Linked DNA regions of Xenopus laevis: region 1 is linked to region 2. A link is a contact called in public Hi-C data. All regions are on one chromosome and are shown on one strand. The core of a region is the stretch at or near the end of the contact, and the rest is flanking DNA. Distances in the headings are between cores, read along the strand shown. Region 1 has its middle 84 kb from the start of slc6a9.S. Region 2 holds the start of LOC108715571 (Krueppel-like factor 4).

What was found. Hi-C and Micro-C count contacts between places; a contact is called where the count stands out from the background.
Region 1: a contact with region 2 is called in a Hi-C map of the XL177 cell line, with 2.8 times the contacts expected there. The contact joins the enhancer-like site here to the promoter of LOC108715571 in region 2. A contact is called at or near these places in 2 of 4 Hi-C or Micro-C datasets (the XL177 cell line and the XTC cell line).

What each region holds. Positions count from the first base shown.
Region 1 is chr4S:71,974,385-71,979,017 of Xenopus_laevis_v10.1, forward strand. No RefSeq gene overlaps it. Among protein-coding and RNA genes, the nearest start is that of slc6a9.S, 84 kb to the right of the region's middle. Within about 2 kb of position 2,412, at least 2 of the 7 cell types and tissues checked have an H3K27ac peak or open chromatin away from gene starts, as enhancers often do.
Region 2 is chr4S:71,860,384-71,865,022 of Xenopus_laevis_v10.1, forward strand. LOC108715571 (Krueppel-like factor 4) reads right to left here and starts at 3,034. Exons shown (of 3, transcript XM_041561447.1): 1 at 2,965-3,034. LOC121393308 (a long non-coding RNA gene) reads right to left here and starts at 3,008. Exons shown (of 2, transcript XR_005960966.1): 1 at 2,936-3,008.

The DNA.
Region 1 (4,633 bases), core at 1,162-3,661, 110 kb after region 2:
TTTTTATAAAATCGGACTTTAAAAAAATCACGAACTTTTCAGAATTTATTAAACCAAGAGGATAGAAAAGTCTGAATCAGAAAATCCAGCATCTCAGACATGTCGAGGGTGCATATAAGTCAATGGGAGAAGTCCCAATGATTTTTTGACGTGCAATGGGTTTTGTGAAATACCCAGAAGTTTTCGGGCAAAAATCTGAGTTTTTGGGTGAAAAATCTGAAAAAAACCCGTGAAAATCGGAGGAAAAAATACAAAAAAATTGAGAAAGCAAAAGCTAATTTTCGGGAAAATGTAATACTAAATAAGCGTAAAAAACCAAAGTGGATTTGATTGGAGTTTGTAGCAGAAAATATTGAGATAAATTTGGACTTTGATAAATAATCCCCTTACACTTTGCCCATTTGTGATTTTTCATAACCACCGAAAACAATTGCCAAAAAAAAATGGCAATCTGTTTTTTTGTGTGCAATTTTTGATAAATGTGCCCCTGGGTGATGGATGTCTCCTTTATATGAAGCAGTTGCTTGTTTTTTATCCAGTATTTTCCTATAAGTAATCTAGTTATACAACTATGAAAGAGCTATTTCCAGGTATACCTCAGTTGGTATCATTAGAATCCTGAAATTCAACACCTCCCCTTACACACCAGCATCATTAAGTTATAAGCATAAAACCATTTCCTCAGCAGGGAGCTCAACTGCCTTTGGCAGATAGGATTCTTTAGAAAACCACGACTCTGATGTTAAATGTTATTGCTGTCGTTTTATAGAGGTGTTTCATGCACATTTTTCTTCCTACCAATAGAAATTGCAGGTGCTCAGGTGAGACTTGGTCACATTACAGACCTGCCTTAGCCTGCAGCTTTATGTACCTCACCCCAACACTCAAATGACCCCCTGCCTAGTGGAATGAGAGAAAACCGGACTTAATCAATAAACATTAACAGCATGAACATTAAGGTCTTTATTCCTGTCTGATTGGGAAGCAGAAAATGTACTTACTGCAGTGGATCATATAACCTGGCCTCTAATCTTCTGTAACACCAAAGACCCTCCCAATCCCACTTTATGTAGACACTGTTTAATTATAGCTATGCCAATCAGTAGTGATTGCCACGCAGGCCCATATAACTGAGTTTCATGCCTGAGTGCTTATAATGAATGATCCCATCAGTTACACTTGGGATCTTTAACGCTTTGATAAGCTTTGGAGACATCTATGATACTCAAAGTACATTTTAAATGATCAAAACAATCATAATCTAGTATGCCAACATTACCCCTAATCCCTAACATCTTCAGGGGCCGACACACACATTTTGTTTGTGCAGGTAGCTTGATAAAAAGCACAAATAGATTTAAACTGTTAGGTAGGAGGTAAAACATGAGGGATCGTTTGCAACCCACGTATGCAGCGTACGCTGAGTGCCATGATTTTTATCCACAATGCAGCATCCCCCCCATAATTACAGAATTATTGTGGTTGTGAACTGGAAATTTGCCTGAGTCAGCTGCATAGATGCGTTAAAATAAGTGCGACTACACTTGGAAATCCGAATGGTGTCACTTCCGCCACTCACTGGACATATTTCTTTAGACTGCACTCAGTTTGAAATGGGAGTTGGGAAAGACGCTTGGGTGGCGCCAAGAGCAAGTCCATGGAGTGTTATTTAACACAAATACTCCTGGTTCCTTTGACATATGGTTTGGTTTTATTGTGTTAACTACTGTATGTCTCATTCTGTGTCTGTGTGCTGTAGAGATGATATAGATAAGAGATTGGTTACTTATGGTAGTCCCCGCATAAACCACATTTCGCCGCAATTACACCTGATTGATGCCTGTGAGGTATGTTACATACTGTGATCTTCCAGATCAAATGGTATTTTCTGCAGTTTTGTCACCTGCAGGAGAGGCGATTTTCCCTTAGGGACAGCTTAGGATGTGTCTTTATTTAATTATTCCTCTGTAATATGATTCAGTGTGAGAAAAAGTATCTGAATCAATGGGGTAGTCAGTATTTCCATATACGTACATTCTATAAACAACATTTTTGTTGGTTGTACTGATGAAGACCATAAAATGTCTACCTAGAAACTGATACTCTACTCCATAAATAATCTAATTTGGTTTCAGTGTGCATTAGAATTCCACATCAACAAATGTGGGCTTTCTGGGGCTTTAATTTTCAGGGCAGATACATGAAATTACAGGTTACAGGCTTGGTGTGGCCAGGTCTACCTGTCTCATCTTCTGGTGAGGGGAATATAAAAGGAAGGTCTCCTATGGAGAAGCCCACTGGCTCTGTGTTTAGTTCCCTGCTGTTAATAACTTGCTCTGACCAGGCAGGCCAAAGGCTAAGGCAGGTCTGTGATTCCAAACCCTGCTGTGCAGTATAAATAGCTGACTGCTGTGAATGGCTACATAGAGGAGGCATACGGCACCTTCACAATAGGCTCCCCGGGGAATGGAATGGGAGCCATTACAAAGAGGAAGGCAGGTAGTAATGGCCGAATGAAAAGCCTGTCAAGTTTCAAAGCTGGAGACGGCTCCACTTGCAGGTTTCTCAGTCAAGCACCTTGCAACTCAAGGACTCTCACCAAACACAGGGTGGGTTTCAGTCATTCAGAAATTCCCAATTACAATCATATTTTTGGGACATTCTGAGTATGTTTTGCATTTTAATAAAGTGAAACAAAAAAAAGTAAAGTGAAAGTCTGACTTCACTTTCCATTGAGTAACACAAATAAGGGGGAAGAAAAGGAAAGCAGCATTGAAGGAAAATGCCAAAAAGTGATCCACATTGAAAGGAGATAATCAGACTGAGCATACCTTAGTTTTCATTTGAACATAAGCATATAGCTTTTAGAAAAATCAATCTCTATTTATACATATACAAGATATCACCTGCAAATTTGTGTCATGCTTTCGGTGTATAGACTATCAGTGGCATAAGCTCCATTCACTGTGCATAGAAAGAGGTAGCACCAAAATTATCCATGATGAAGTGTGACACCCATTAACACTAGTGCATTTGGCATGAGAAGAAAACAGCTACTGAATGATTTACAAGAGAAAAATTTGGGCCCACTTTTGCTCCGTGTAGCTGTACGCAGGCCGACACTGCGCCTGTTAGTGCAGATAAACACAGAAGAATCATGGAGTGCATCTGCGGGACATACAGTATGCTTTGGGGTAGATTTATTATGTGGTGTAAGAAACAGCAGAATAATTCGCCACACATTGCCAGGCTTCTCAGTGTAAAAAAAAACAGCATAAAAATGTGTAATTTTTTTGAATGCATTCTTTTTTAGAGCAACTTCCCCTGGCATCCGCATGGCGTAAAATAAAACACACCTTGATAAATTAGACATTTGGGGGCCCATTTACTTAGCTCGAGTGAAGGAATAGAGGAAAAATAGTTTGAATGTTTTTTTTGGCTACTTCGACCATCGAATGAGCTAGGGGTAGGCAGAGTAGGCACATGCCTAGGGCACAAAGCTTGAGGGGCATCAGGCATGTACCTTTCACTGCTGCCTACCCCTAGTCCGGTCTGCAGTCCTTGTCGCTGCGCTGCGATGTGGCCGGCCAGGTTGCCTGGGGCGCCCGGCCGGTTCGGCCCGGCCCTGTGCTGTCATGTAATCTAATGTGGATTTTATAGTTTTTGTTTTGTTTGATACAAACTTTCTCCAACTCCATGATCTTTGTCCCTGCAGCTGGAGTTGGAAATAGTAAAGGGGATGTAAACGCAAAAATAAAATCCAATACAAATCTCTACACAGTTGCCGACTGCTCTACGGGAAACAAACAAAGCTGCTTGAGTTCTGCACGGTTGGGAAGTAAGGCAGGGGCTCCCCCTGCTGTTCATAAGTATGATTGTTTCCCTGCAGAGCAGTTAGGGATGTCTGAGAATTCCTATCCACAGCAGTAAATAAAGGTAGAAGAATTTCACTGCATACAGTCAGGTTTCTTATAAAAACGGTACACATTTTTTTAATTGAAGTATATTGGAGATAAATATCTTTTTAATTAAAGAAAGTAAAAATGGGATTTTATTTTTTTGCCTTTACATGCCCTTGATTGGAAATGTTTTAACAAGTTGATATGATTACTATATCCACTGCAATTTTATATTCCCCACAGGCCAATTTTGTACACCTAAAAACTATTTTTAAAAGAAAATTTTCCTGTTAATATTCATAATTAAATTGCCCCATAAGTGTGTAGTTTTCTGGTTCTACTTGCAGTTCTAAACATACAACAAACACTTTTCCTAAATTCTAATCATAGCACTGCTCTAAGCACATCATTTATTTTTGGGTTAAGATGTCTTTTGGAAAATACTGGGTCTCAAACCTATGATGTACCAATGTAATGTTTTGTAAAAAGGCTACCAAAGGAGTTTATTGCCAATAGATTAGCCCCAATAGTGCAAGCTATAAGACTATATTTATTCTGCAGAATGCTTTACCATACTTGAGTAAACCGCTCTAGAAGCTCTCTCTGTTTAGGATAGCAGCTGCCATATTAGCTTGGTGTGACATCACTTCATGCCTGAGTCTCTCTCCCTGCTCACTCATAGCTCTGGGCTCAGATTACAGCAGGGATATGAATCTGCGCATATATTTACATGC
Region 2 (4,639 bases), core at 1,784-4,283:
TGGGGCCCCCTGTACCTCCTGGGCCCCCCTGGGTCTGCTTCCTCTATAGTTACGCCCCTGTACGAAATACGCGGCTCTGATTCTGCAGCAGAGAACAACCAACGTTTTGACTCAGACCAACATTTTTTTAAAAAAAAAACATATATGTAGTGAAACAATTCTAGTGAATATTATATTTTATGAAAGTATGCCAAGTATTGGCTTATAGAAAATTCTTGCAGTTGTGTGCCTAATATCCCTTTAGATGCAAATGAGCCTCCAGGTAATGAGCACTGCATGACAATTGACAGAGATTCCCTTATGAAAACAAGTGACACAATCTCCCCCTTTCATCTTGCATATGTATGGGAAAGTGAAAAGCATAGAGTGTTTGTTATGCTTTCCATTATCATGCACTGGAGTGTAAATACTACTGGAGAGGTTTTTATCCCAGTGCAGGGATTTCCAACTGGTTCTTATTGGCAGTACTGTTGCAGCTCCACAAGTGGCCAGCTGTGCCTGAGTGGATTATCATAACTGATTGCCTCTTCATATGGATGATATGTCATTGTTTCCCTGACCAAAAGGGGGCTTTCTTTTAACAGCATGGTAGTAAAAGTACAGCCGCCTCTACTAGACGTTGAATGGTCCTATATATGTACATATTGATGTATAATTCATATTTCCACCAGATAACATGATCTCATGATGGTATGTACCTGAGCACAGTAACAATAATATACTGCTATTTATATGTCCATGTCTGCCTTCCCCATTGATAGTGTCTGCCCCTTTTACAGGTCAGTAATGGAATAATATAGCAGCACAGCTTATGTGAGCAAGATCACTTCACACATTAATCAGACATGCAGTGGCAAAAGTATTCAGCCCCATAGCAAAAACATTTTAGGGCCTCATAATCTTTGCAAATGAGGCATTTTTATTGGGCTCCTAGCCCCCCCCCTCCAGCACCAGCAGTTACAGGGTCTCCTTCCTCTAGTCTACAGTTCTAACCTAGCTATGGAGTTATACCCTGGCTTTGGAGAAATCTAAACCTTTGCATACTTAGCCAATGACATACCTGTATAGAACAGTGAGATGAGCATATGGAAAGTAAGAAAACATGACTGTCAAATTTCACAGCTAAATACATAGCTTATTATACAAAACATCTTACAGTTCTACATCATTACAAATGGAATTGTTATAGCTCATCAGTGGTTTATTGAATTCAGTTGAGAGTTATTGTTGCTTTTTAATTAAATTGAGAGCCTTGATTCTTACATGATCAGATTTTATAACTGTTGCTTTTGCGTCTGAGCCTTGCTTTCTGGCATGGGGCACATAGTTGCTAATCTAAGCAGTAAACCTTAAAGGGGTTTTTCATCTTCAAGTTAACTTTTAGTATGTTATAGAATGGCCAATTCTAGGCAACTTTTCAATTAGTCTTCATTTTTTTTATAGTTTTTGAATTATTTTCCTTCTTCTCCAGCTTTCAAATGGGGGTCACTGATTTAAACAACAAATGCTCTGAAAGTTTACAAAAATATTGTTACTGTTACTTCTTATTACTTATCTTTCTATTCAGACACCTCCTATTTATATTCCAGTCTCTCATTTAAATCAATGCATGGTTGCTAGGATTATTTGGATCCTAGCAACAAGATAGCTGACATTGCAAACTGGAGAGCTGCTTAATAAAAAGCTAAATTACTCAAAAACCACAAATAGTAAAACATGAATACCAAATTGCAAATTGTCTCAGAAATAAAAGTTAATTCAAAGGTGAACAAGCCCTTTAAGGAAAGCCTGCAATGGGCTGCTGAATTACAGATGGTGTGTACACAGGCAGATAGCTTATCTTATCAGGGCACCTAAGGAACTTGACTTTGGTGGAACCAGGAATTGTAACAAAGCTTCAGCACAACATAGGAAGGAAGACCTGAGGGTTTCCTATTATATCCACTGTTCATATATCTTATTGCGAGTAAACAGACTGGAAAAATGCACCAAGGCATAAGGCAACCGCATACCCTGACTTAATGATGAAAAGTCCTTGTAAAGCACCGCATTAATGTGCTGCAAGATAGAGGTTAATAAATAAATAAAAATAAGAAAAGCAAGCACTAACAGGTCTTGCACAATAATGAAATGATTAAAGGGGAACTCCATCCGAAAAAGTTTTTCCTAAGAAATGTTATTCCGAGCAACTTTTCAATGTGAGTTAATTACACTTTTTAAAGGCATCTAAATTTATTTGTAAATGAAACTGAAAGAAGTATCAGTCTTGCTGTTTATACTTAACTGCACTGCTGGTTCTGACAACTAAAACAAAGTAGCTAAAGCTGGCATATTGAAAGACTATAAGATTTTTCTGATGCATTGTTTCAAGTGTTAGGTAAACAAACACAGATCTCCCTTAGAATTACATTTACATCCACCAAACATTTTAATTCCACTGAACATGTTTAACTCATTGATATTGGAAAGTTTCTTGGCATTATATTTTCTTTCATTATGCAAAAAGAAAAAACGTTTTTGGGTGGATATCCCATAAATACTGACACACTGGACAAAATCTGTGTGTGCTTTCTTTCCTTATAGTTTTGGATATTTGGCATAAACTCTTCAGGCAGGACCAGCAATACCTCTTGTATCTATTATTGGTTAGTTACCGTATGTGAGTAATGTTGTATGTTCAGAGTATACACCTGTCTATTGTACAAAGCTGTGGAATATGTTGTCGCGTTAATAATAGTATTACTACTACTACTTCTATAATACTACTACTACTACTACTACTACTAACGGATGAGCACCCACCCACAGAGATGCTAATAAAGGAGCTGTGTATGATTTACAGACATTTGTATATATCTGTGACTATATATCTAATTATGGGTCTATAGCTGTCTTTCTAACTAATTATTTAGATCATGTATATCTAAATACTCACACTGATTAGCTCCACAGAATAAGACTTACTTCTTGTCCCTGTTGAGACTTGTGATTGCTGAAGGATTTCTTGGTGTTAGCAAATCCCTTGTTATCTGGAGGCCTTACACTGTGTTTTGATCTGCGGGACTCTCCTGCTCTCTTTATATACCCCTGCTATTTTTAACTCTGCCTACGCAAATCCAGATCCGGACTGAGGCAGCAGTCCAGCCAAACGGGAAGAGGAGATGGGGTAAATTTCCTGAACAAGACCAAAAAAAAATCATATATAAAATAAACCTTTGGACATGCTAGCCTTTCTTCCTTTCTATCTCGCTAGCACAATCTACTTTTTTTCTCGTTTCCTCTAACTTTCACTGCAACAGGAAAATAGAGATTAGCAGATGTGGTGGAAATAGCATCTTACATGGCCATGGTACATGGGAGGGGAGACTGATCTATCTCAAAGGTGCAATTGCTGCCCTGTGTTCCAGTGTTTTGTAACGTGGAGTTTAGTTATATCTAGTTTAGGTAAATCTAAAAACAACTGGACTTGCTGAGTAATCAATGAAGACGTTTCACTACTCATCCGAGCAGCTCCTTCAGTTCAACTGACTAGTGTGAGAAATTCTCGGCATATAAACTCTTCCACTAATCCAATCACAATTTCACATTGTAACTCTTCAAAGAGGTGACATCTGAAGAAATTCTGTGTAGTTGCTGTGATAGGATTATCCAATGTGTCATGCAACTCCTAGAAACAGGTGTTACTTGTGAGAGTTGCATGAATGGATGTGTGAAGTGTTCTGAAACTGCCGGGGTATAGAAGTTAGAACAGCATTGTATGTAGCAGACAGGTGATCTTGCTGATTACTCAGCAAGCAGTGTCGGACTGGGCCAGTCCCCCTCTCCCAAACAGTTTTAAAAAAAATTAAAAAAATTTCGGCGCATTGCAGCGCCGTTTGCGCATGCGCGCCGTTTCCGTTTCCGCATGCGCGCCGTTTGTGCATGCGCGATGCGCCGCCTGGGCGCCGAGCAGGGATTCGCCTAACAAGTAGGTAGCGGGGGCCAGAGGGGGGCCCTGGACACCAGTCCCGGTGGGCCCCGGACCCCCCAGTCCGACCCTGTCAGCAAGTCCAGTTGTTTTTAGATTGACCTATACTAGATATACCATGACCTGGATGAATGAAAAGCTTCATAGTAATATTGGAGTTTAGTTATAACATCTCCTCACTCTGCAGGCTGTGAATGCAGGAAAGTTCAGCTACAGTATATACACAATATCAGATTTCCATCAGTTTTAGCATGTGAAGTAATGATGAGTTTCACAGTCCCTGATATTTTTTTAAATTCCACAGATTGTAAGGGCAGAGTTATTAAATTAAAGTCAGTTATCAGTTATGTGCAAGGTGCAATATACAGTGCCATAAACCCATAGGGTACCCTGGATTAAACACCTGTTATTGACCACGCAACCCTTCATGTATTTTCCTTGTGTGCACTTTTAACATGTACCAACTATAATATAAATAAATTGGAATTGTAGAGATGCAAGAGAAATCGGATGCTCCACCCATTTATTACCTACATGATGCCCAAAATGAGCAAAATACAGCTTGTGTGCAACTTACCTAGCAGTGGATGCAATGTCACTGGAATTCTGGGGAAAATATGCTGCATTATGTTGCATATTGTGAATACTGAAGTTTTTCTCCAATTTTACAAT